Linked DNA regions of Ovis aries: region 2 is linked to region 1. The links are chromatin contacts, called in public Hi-C maps. All regions are on one chromosome and are shown on one strand. Each heading gives the region's core, a stretch centred on a gene start, on an enhancer-like site or on the middle of the called end of the contact. The rest is flanking DNA. Distances are from core to core; before and after follow the strand shown.

Region 1 (3,179 bases), core at 376-2,875:
TTTGGCATTGCCTTTCTTTGGGATAGGAATGAAAGCTGACCTTTTCTAGTCCTGTGGCCATTGCTAACTCTTCCAAATTTGCTGGCATATTGAGTGCAGCACTTTCACAGCATCATCTTTTAAGATTTGAAGTAGCTCAACTGGAATCCCATCACCTCCACTAGTTTTGTTCGTAGTGATGCTTCCTAAGGCCCATTTGACTTTGCATTCCAGGATGTCTGGCTCCAGGTAAGTGATCATACCATCGTGATTATCTGGGTCATGAAGACCTTTTTTGTACAGTTCTTCTGTGTATTCTTGCCACCTCTTCTTAATATCTTCTTCTTCTGTTAGGTCCATATCATTTCTGTCCTTTATTGTGCCCATCTTTGCATGCAATGTTCCCTTGGTATCTCTAATTTTCTTGAAGAGATCTCTAGTCTTTTCCATTCTATTGTTTCCTCTATTTCTTTGCACTGAGATCTACTCATCCTTTAACTTCTCACTCAATGCCCCTTCTCTCAAAGTCTTTCCTGACCCCTCCTTCCTGCTCCCCTAGGCCCTGCCCATGTTATCCTCTGTGATGAGCTTTTAGGTGAATTATTCCAAGTAACCCGATTTTTAGTAACGCCTTCCTTTGTGCCAGGTACTGTGCTAGCATCTAAGCCAGACCTGAACCCTGACGCCACAGTCTGGATGCTTCTTAGGACACGTAGTGGCTACTTCTACATCACCCTGAACTCTATCTTCTTTTTCTCCATAGGTAAAGAATGGACAAAATTCCTTCTCCCTAGAAACCTGATGAAGGTGGTATGTCAGCCACGCTCCCAGGCAACACTACCTTTAGCAAGAGTGGCTTGAGTGTGGAACTGCACCTGGACTGGGAGAAACTGTAAGTGATCTCTTGACCTGGGGGAGAAGCTGGAGCTCTGGGCTTCCCAGAGTGTGGAAGCTTGTTACTGGGCACAGCCTGTGCAAAGGACCTGAAACCACACCTGCTAGGTTGTTAGAAGACATATTGGCTCCTTGGAGCAAGAGGTCTCCAAGCCAGGGTGGCTCCCACACTTGTCCACTGTGAGTCTTGTCCCCCACCCCCAAGCTGCCCCCTGGAGGACCACAGAGAATGGCTCCCAGACAGCTATGTGGACGGCGGCAGTGACTGCCAGGAGGACCCTCCAGCAGAGGAAGACCCACCGCTGTCCTGGTGGCCAGCTCTTCCCTCTCTCTATGCTTCTCAGAGAATCTGATGCCAAGTGGGCCTAGGGTGGGAGTTTAGCTGGACCTGCGAAGACTCTCCCTACAATGAGCACTGTACTAGGCTGTCTCCCCAACATGACCCTGAATCTCTTTAGGGCAAGGGCAGCCTTGATGTTGACTCTGTATCCCCACAGCCCACCTAGTACAGGGCCTGGCTGAGATAGCAACAAGAGCATGTTGGCTGGGCGGGTGGGTGGATAGGTAGGTGGACAGGTTAGCCAACAGGGTCAAGAGGGAAGCAAATAAAAGGCAGGCCCGAGGGCATGACCTGTGGTGTCAGCTCCCAGCTGGTCAAGTCTAAAGTCCAAAGCAAACTATCGCACATAGTCTCCCAGACTCCAATAGGAAGGGGCCCTTGGAGGCCCAGCCTGTGATCAGCTGAGAGCAGAGCTCTAGGATGTTGGATCAGGACCAACCAGACGTGCTCAGAGCAGGGGGGACAGCCTCTGCCCTTCCAATGCCAAGCAGGGCTGTGTCGGCCTGGCTCCCTGCCTCCCCCAGGACTCAGAGCCAGCACTGAAGCAAAGCTGATGGCAACAGAGCATCCTCAGAACCCAGGCAGCATCAGTCCTCTCATCTCTGGCCCCCAGTCCTCCCCCACCACCGTCCTGATCATCTGTGAGGGACCTGCCCTTCCTGAGGCCTGGCTCCCCAGCACGTGGGTTCCCTAAGACAAGTGCCATACCCTCCTTCTTCACTACTGTATGCCCAGCACTCAGCAGGGATTAATAAATGAAGACCTGGATTACTTAATTTTTATTAAGTATGTATGTGTGTATGTATACTTTCCCAGGAGCTTTAAGTGAATTCACTCATTTACTCATCACAAGGGTTCCCTAAGGCAGGGCTTCTTGCTATCCCCACTTTACAGATGAGGAAATTGAGACATGGAGACAGGAAGTAATTTGTTCTTGGTCCCACAACTAGGATGTTCACCCAGGAAGTACAGCACCACAGCTGCAAACTCAACCATCAGGGGCAAATGAGGCCATAGCCGGGATCCCAGGGCTTCTCTGAGATCCGCCTCCTCACACTGGCTACAACTCAGGATCCAGACAGCTCTGAGTTGATGTTCCATCCAAAAGGAAATGTGATCACATTTCTGATGGCCCTGTTACCATAGTGATAAGGGAGACAGGAACAGATGCTAAGGGCTCCTTTCCCAGCAAAGTCTTTGCAGGAAAAGGGTTATATGCCAAGAAAGCGGAGCAAGGGGACCCCATGGGCCTCCCAATCTCATTCTAGACATCTCTTCCAGGAAGCCTCCTAGCTGATCCCTCTCCCCGCCTACCACGGGGGACCAGGGCCATGCTGAGTCAGGGCCAAGCCCAGGAAAGGAGAAGTGGTATCAGGAAGGCACAGATGTGGGAAATTCCGGGGGACGGGGCAGTGCCCACACAGTGCCCAAAAACTAGCCAGAGTCCTGACCACTTGGTGCCTGCACCCCTTAGAGCAGCCCCAGCTCCAATCTGTAGCTGAAGCCCAGCTGGGGTGCTCCCACTGACCCCTGGCCCTACAAGACCGGAAGATCAGTCCCAGGCCTGGGCATGGACTCAGCAGCCCTGCTCACACCACTTCTTCCTGCCTACACCTCCTGGCCCTCTCCCTACATCTCAGCTTGTGGAAAGCCTGTCTGTACCTCTGAACACGGCTCAATAGGCCTCCTCTGGGCAGCCTCCGCGACGCCCATGCAAAGCTGCTCTCCGCCTGCCCCATTCCTGACCCCTCTGCTCCTTCAGCCCCTTTCTTCTCTATCTAAGTGGCATATGGACCCATCTGCTCTCCACCTTATGCCCAAAGCAAGGCTAGGCACTCTAGGGCAGGGGGCACCCCAGCCTGGGCCCTTAGCCTAAGGAGGTTTGTTTTACTGGGTTACAGCAAATACACACAGACAACCTTACATATCTATAGATTAGGGGACATGTGAGGGTCCCAAGCCAGAA
Region 2 (3,179 bases), core at 440-2,939, 460 kb after region 1:
TGTGGTACAAATAATCCTACCAGGGCCAGCTTCAGACTACCAGTGGAATGTCAGCCTCCTTGCAAAATGCCTGAAAATTTAGCAGTTGGCGCTTGTGAGCAGGTAGAAGTTTCTGTAGCATCCCGCTGGATAACATGAATGGTTGGGGCTGTGGACTGTGCATCAGGGAAAGCCTCCTGGAGTGGCAGGACTCCGAGAAGAACACTTTATCAGAGAAGAACATGAAAGTGCAGGTGCCAGCTAGCTCCAGCCTTTGGGCAGGAATAGGAGAAGGAAATGGCAGCCCACTCCAGTATTCCTGCCTGGAAAATCCCATGGACAGAGGAGCCTGGTAGGCTACAGTCTATGGAGTCGCAAAGAGTCGGACATGACTGAGCGACTTCACTTTCACTTTCAAGGCAAAACTGACCTCACTTTTAACTTCAAGAATAAGAATTATCTCTTTCTCCCTCTGGGAAAGCCCTTCCCTGATGGGCCCTCTCTGCCTGATTTCCCCACTCCGCCTCCACCTACCTCCAGTGACTTCTCCACCCTTCCCACTCTGCCTCGTCAAAACAGCACCCTCAGGGTTGCCCTATTTAGGGTCTAGCTCCAGGGCTCCCCCGTGTGACAGGGACCTGTCATGAGCCATGACCCCGACCATTACTCTGCATTGTGTAATGTGGGTGACTTGCCCAAAGTAGTGTGGAATGCTCACCTCCCGCATTCTAGGTTACTTCTGTTAATATAGCTGGGATCCATATGATTATCTTTGTGATGATCTCTTAGAGTCTGTCCTTGAACCTTTCTTGCAGGCCTGAGTTTCCTACCAGCTGCTGCTCAGGCTGAAGCCCATCTCAGTTTATAAGGAGCCTCTACCCAGGTGAGATGCTCTACTGACCAGGAGTGTTGATGCTGAGCTCTGACTCCCTCAGCCCTGCTCAGACCCAGAGTCAGGGAGTTATATGTCATGACTTTGGGGGCCCTTGAATGTCCATCTGCAGTTGGGGATGGGACTGTGTCCCATGGGCCCAAGTTCCCCTGGTCCCCACACCTTTCATGTCCTGCCCACTTACCCCTCCAGCAGCTGTCCTGAGACCCTGAGAACTGAGGACTCAGTGTCCGCAGCACATGAAGACCACACTATGGCCTAGCCTCAGGAAGCCTTCCTTGAAACCAGTGCCTGGAGATGTCTAAGGACACAGGACCTACGGGACAGGAGGATTTTACTCACCATCCAATCCTGTGGCCGACACTGGTTGGGGTGGGGAACGGAGACCCTAAGAGAACCATGGACAGGCCCAGGGCCCCATCTCTGGACCCTGGTCAGACTGCCTGGCCCCTTGTTGTGGACATTGGGCCTTGCTGCTCAGTGGGCAGGCCACCCTCCTTGAGGGTGGGTTCCCGACCCTGTTGCCTTATACTATTTTCAGCCAAAGTAAGAGCAGAATTTTCCACTCCTGGCCCCAGACCATTGTCCAGCAGTGACGTGGAGGGACCTGTCTGCTCTCAAAATATCTCCTCTTACTCTGTGGGCCTCCCTGCCCTTTCCCCACCTCCTCAGCCTGACATCACTTCCTGGGGCTGTTGACTCCGGAAGGCCAGTGTGACAGGGCGCAGCCCCTGACGGACCCTGGGGACTATCAACTCAGCTACAGACTTAAGGCCAGAGAGGGGCGGGGCCTTGCCCAAGGTCACCTGGCAGGTCAGCGTGGCGCCTGGCTGTGCGCCAGGGGCTTGGACCGCCCCAGCTGCTCCGCTCCCGCTCCGTTCAGTGCAGGTCAGTGCCTCTGTGGGAATCCTGCCGTCACCCCCACCACCCCAGCTCTTCCCGCCTCTGACGGAGCTAGGGAGCTAAAGCCAGGGACTTGGGGCACTGGGGTGGTAGGGGAACAACTGGGAGGAGGAAACGCCTGCTGACCGGCCAGCAGCAGCTCAGCTCAGGGAGCTCCATGCAGCAGGGGCAGGGGCCCTGGCACATAGAGGTCTCTTCTCTCGTTGGCAGTAGTCCTGGGGCCCAGGAGGGACACTCTGACCCTCCAAAGGCTAGGAAAGGCCCTGGGTAACATGCCCTCCAGACACAACTACTCCAATCTTGGCAGGTCAGGCCACCAAAGCTACCTCTTTACCATCACCCTTGTCATGGAAGATTTGGGTGGATGTAAGAGTCAGGCACCTAAGGAAGGGAATCGAGGTATTGACCTATGTCCCAGGCACCAGGCAGGGCCCTCTTACATCCACTGTAATATTTCTTCACCACTACCATGTGAGATAGACAGTATTATTCCCATTTAGCAAATGAGGGAACAGGCTCTGAGAGATGAGGACTTGCTCCAGGTTATACAGGCAGTAAATGGGGAGTCAAGACTGAGTTCACTTCCATGAGTAGTTCCCTTTCCAGTGTCCCCTGCCACTTGCAGTCCCTGTGGGGCAGGAGAGTTTGTAAACAACCCTTCAACCTTCATGTGATTCAGGATGAGAGAGGCGCTCCAGTGAGGATGAGGTTAAGAGCACCAACTCTCTGCCCAGACCACCTGCATTTGAGTGTCTCCACTTTTCTTCAGCTGTGGCATCTTGGGCAAATCACTGAATCTTGCAGCCCCTCTGTTTTCTCATTTCCAGAAGGAGACACTACCTCCCATGTAGGGCATTGGGAGGCCTGAATCAATACACATGCACTGAGATCAGAGGCTGGAACATAAGCATTTACACGTCGGGCACTGTGCCACGGGGATATGGAGGCGAACCAGCTGGCCCCTGCCCCTGTGGAGTTCACATAATTTAATATATAACCACACTGGGATAAGTGATTTGAAGGAAAGGACTGTGTGTCCGGCCAGTGAACAATAGGGTGTCCCCTGTGGGCGAGGCTTCCTCAGGATGTGGGGGAAGGGAGCAGGCCATCCTGGGTTGAGGGTGGGACCACCCTCTGCCCTGCCTGGCACTGGGTGGCACTCAGGCTCGTGAGCTCCTGTGTGTTTACAGAGCCTTGTCTGGGTGATGGGCTGTGGAAGGGCTTCAGGGAGAAGTGACAATGGGAGGGGATGAACAGGATGCCCTTGGTCTTCCAAAGGGCTCCCCACCTCTGGCAGCAAGACTTGGCCCTTTCTTCTTGACTGGTGGTCCCCACCAGGGCACTGCAGGCACTCCTCGGTTTATCCAAGAATCAGAGACCCAGGGCTGGAGGACCAACCTGGAGC

Evidence for each region. A called contact is a pair of places that touch in the nucleus more often than the background predicts.
Region 2: a contact with region 1 is called in a Hi-C map of liver, with 5 times the contacts expected there. The contact joins two enhancer-like sites. A contact is called at or near these places in 3 of 16 Hi-C or Micro-C datasets (blood, liver and tail adipose tissue).

The regions. Positions count from the first base shown.
Region 1 is chr15:50,994,261-50,997,439 of ARS-UI_Ramb_v3.0, forward strand. All of the region lies in intron 2 of ARAP1 (ArfGAP with RhoGAP domain, ankyrin repeat and PH domain 1), which reads right to left. Among named protein-coding and RNA genes, the nearest start is that of ARAP1, 31 kb to the right of the region's middle. Within about 2 kb of position 1,626, at least 3 of the 54 cell types and tissues checked have an H3K27ac peak or open chromatin away from gene starts, as enhancers often do. A contact at or near this core is called in liver, where this site is marked.
Region 2 is chr15:51,450,437-51,453,615 of ARS-UI_Ramb_v3.0, forward strand. P2RY2 (purinergic receptor P2Y2) reads left to right here. Exons shown (of 5, transcript XR_006056377.2): 4 at 795-862. Among named protein-coding and RNA genes, the nearest start is that of P2RY2, 17 kb to the left of the region's middle. Within about 2 kb of position 1,690, at least 9 of the 54 cell types and tissues checked have an H3K27ac peak or open chromatin away from gene starts, as enhancers often do. A contact at or near this core is called in liver, where this site is marked.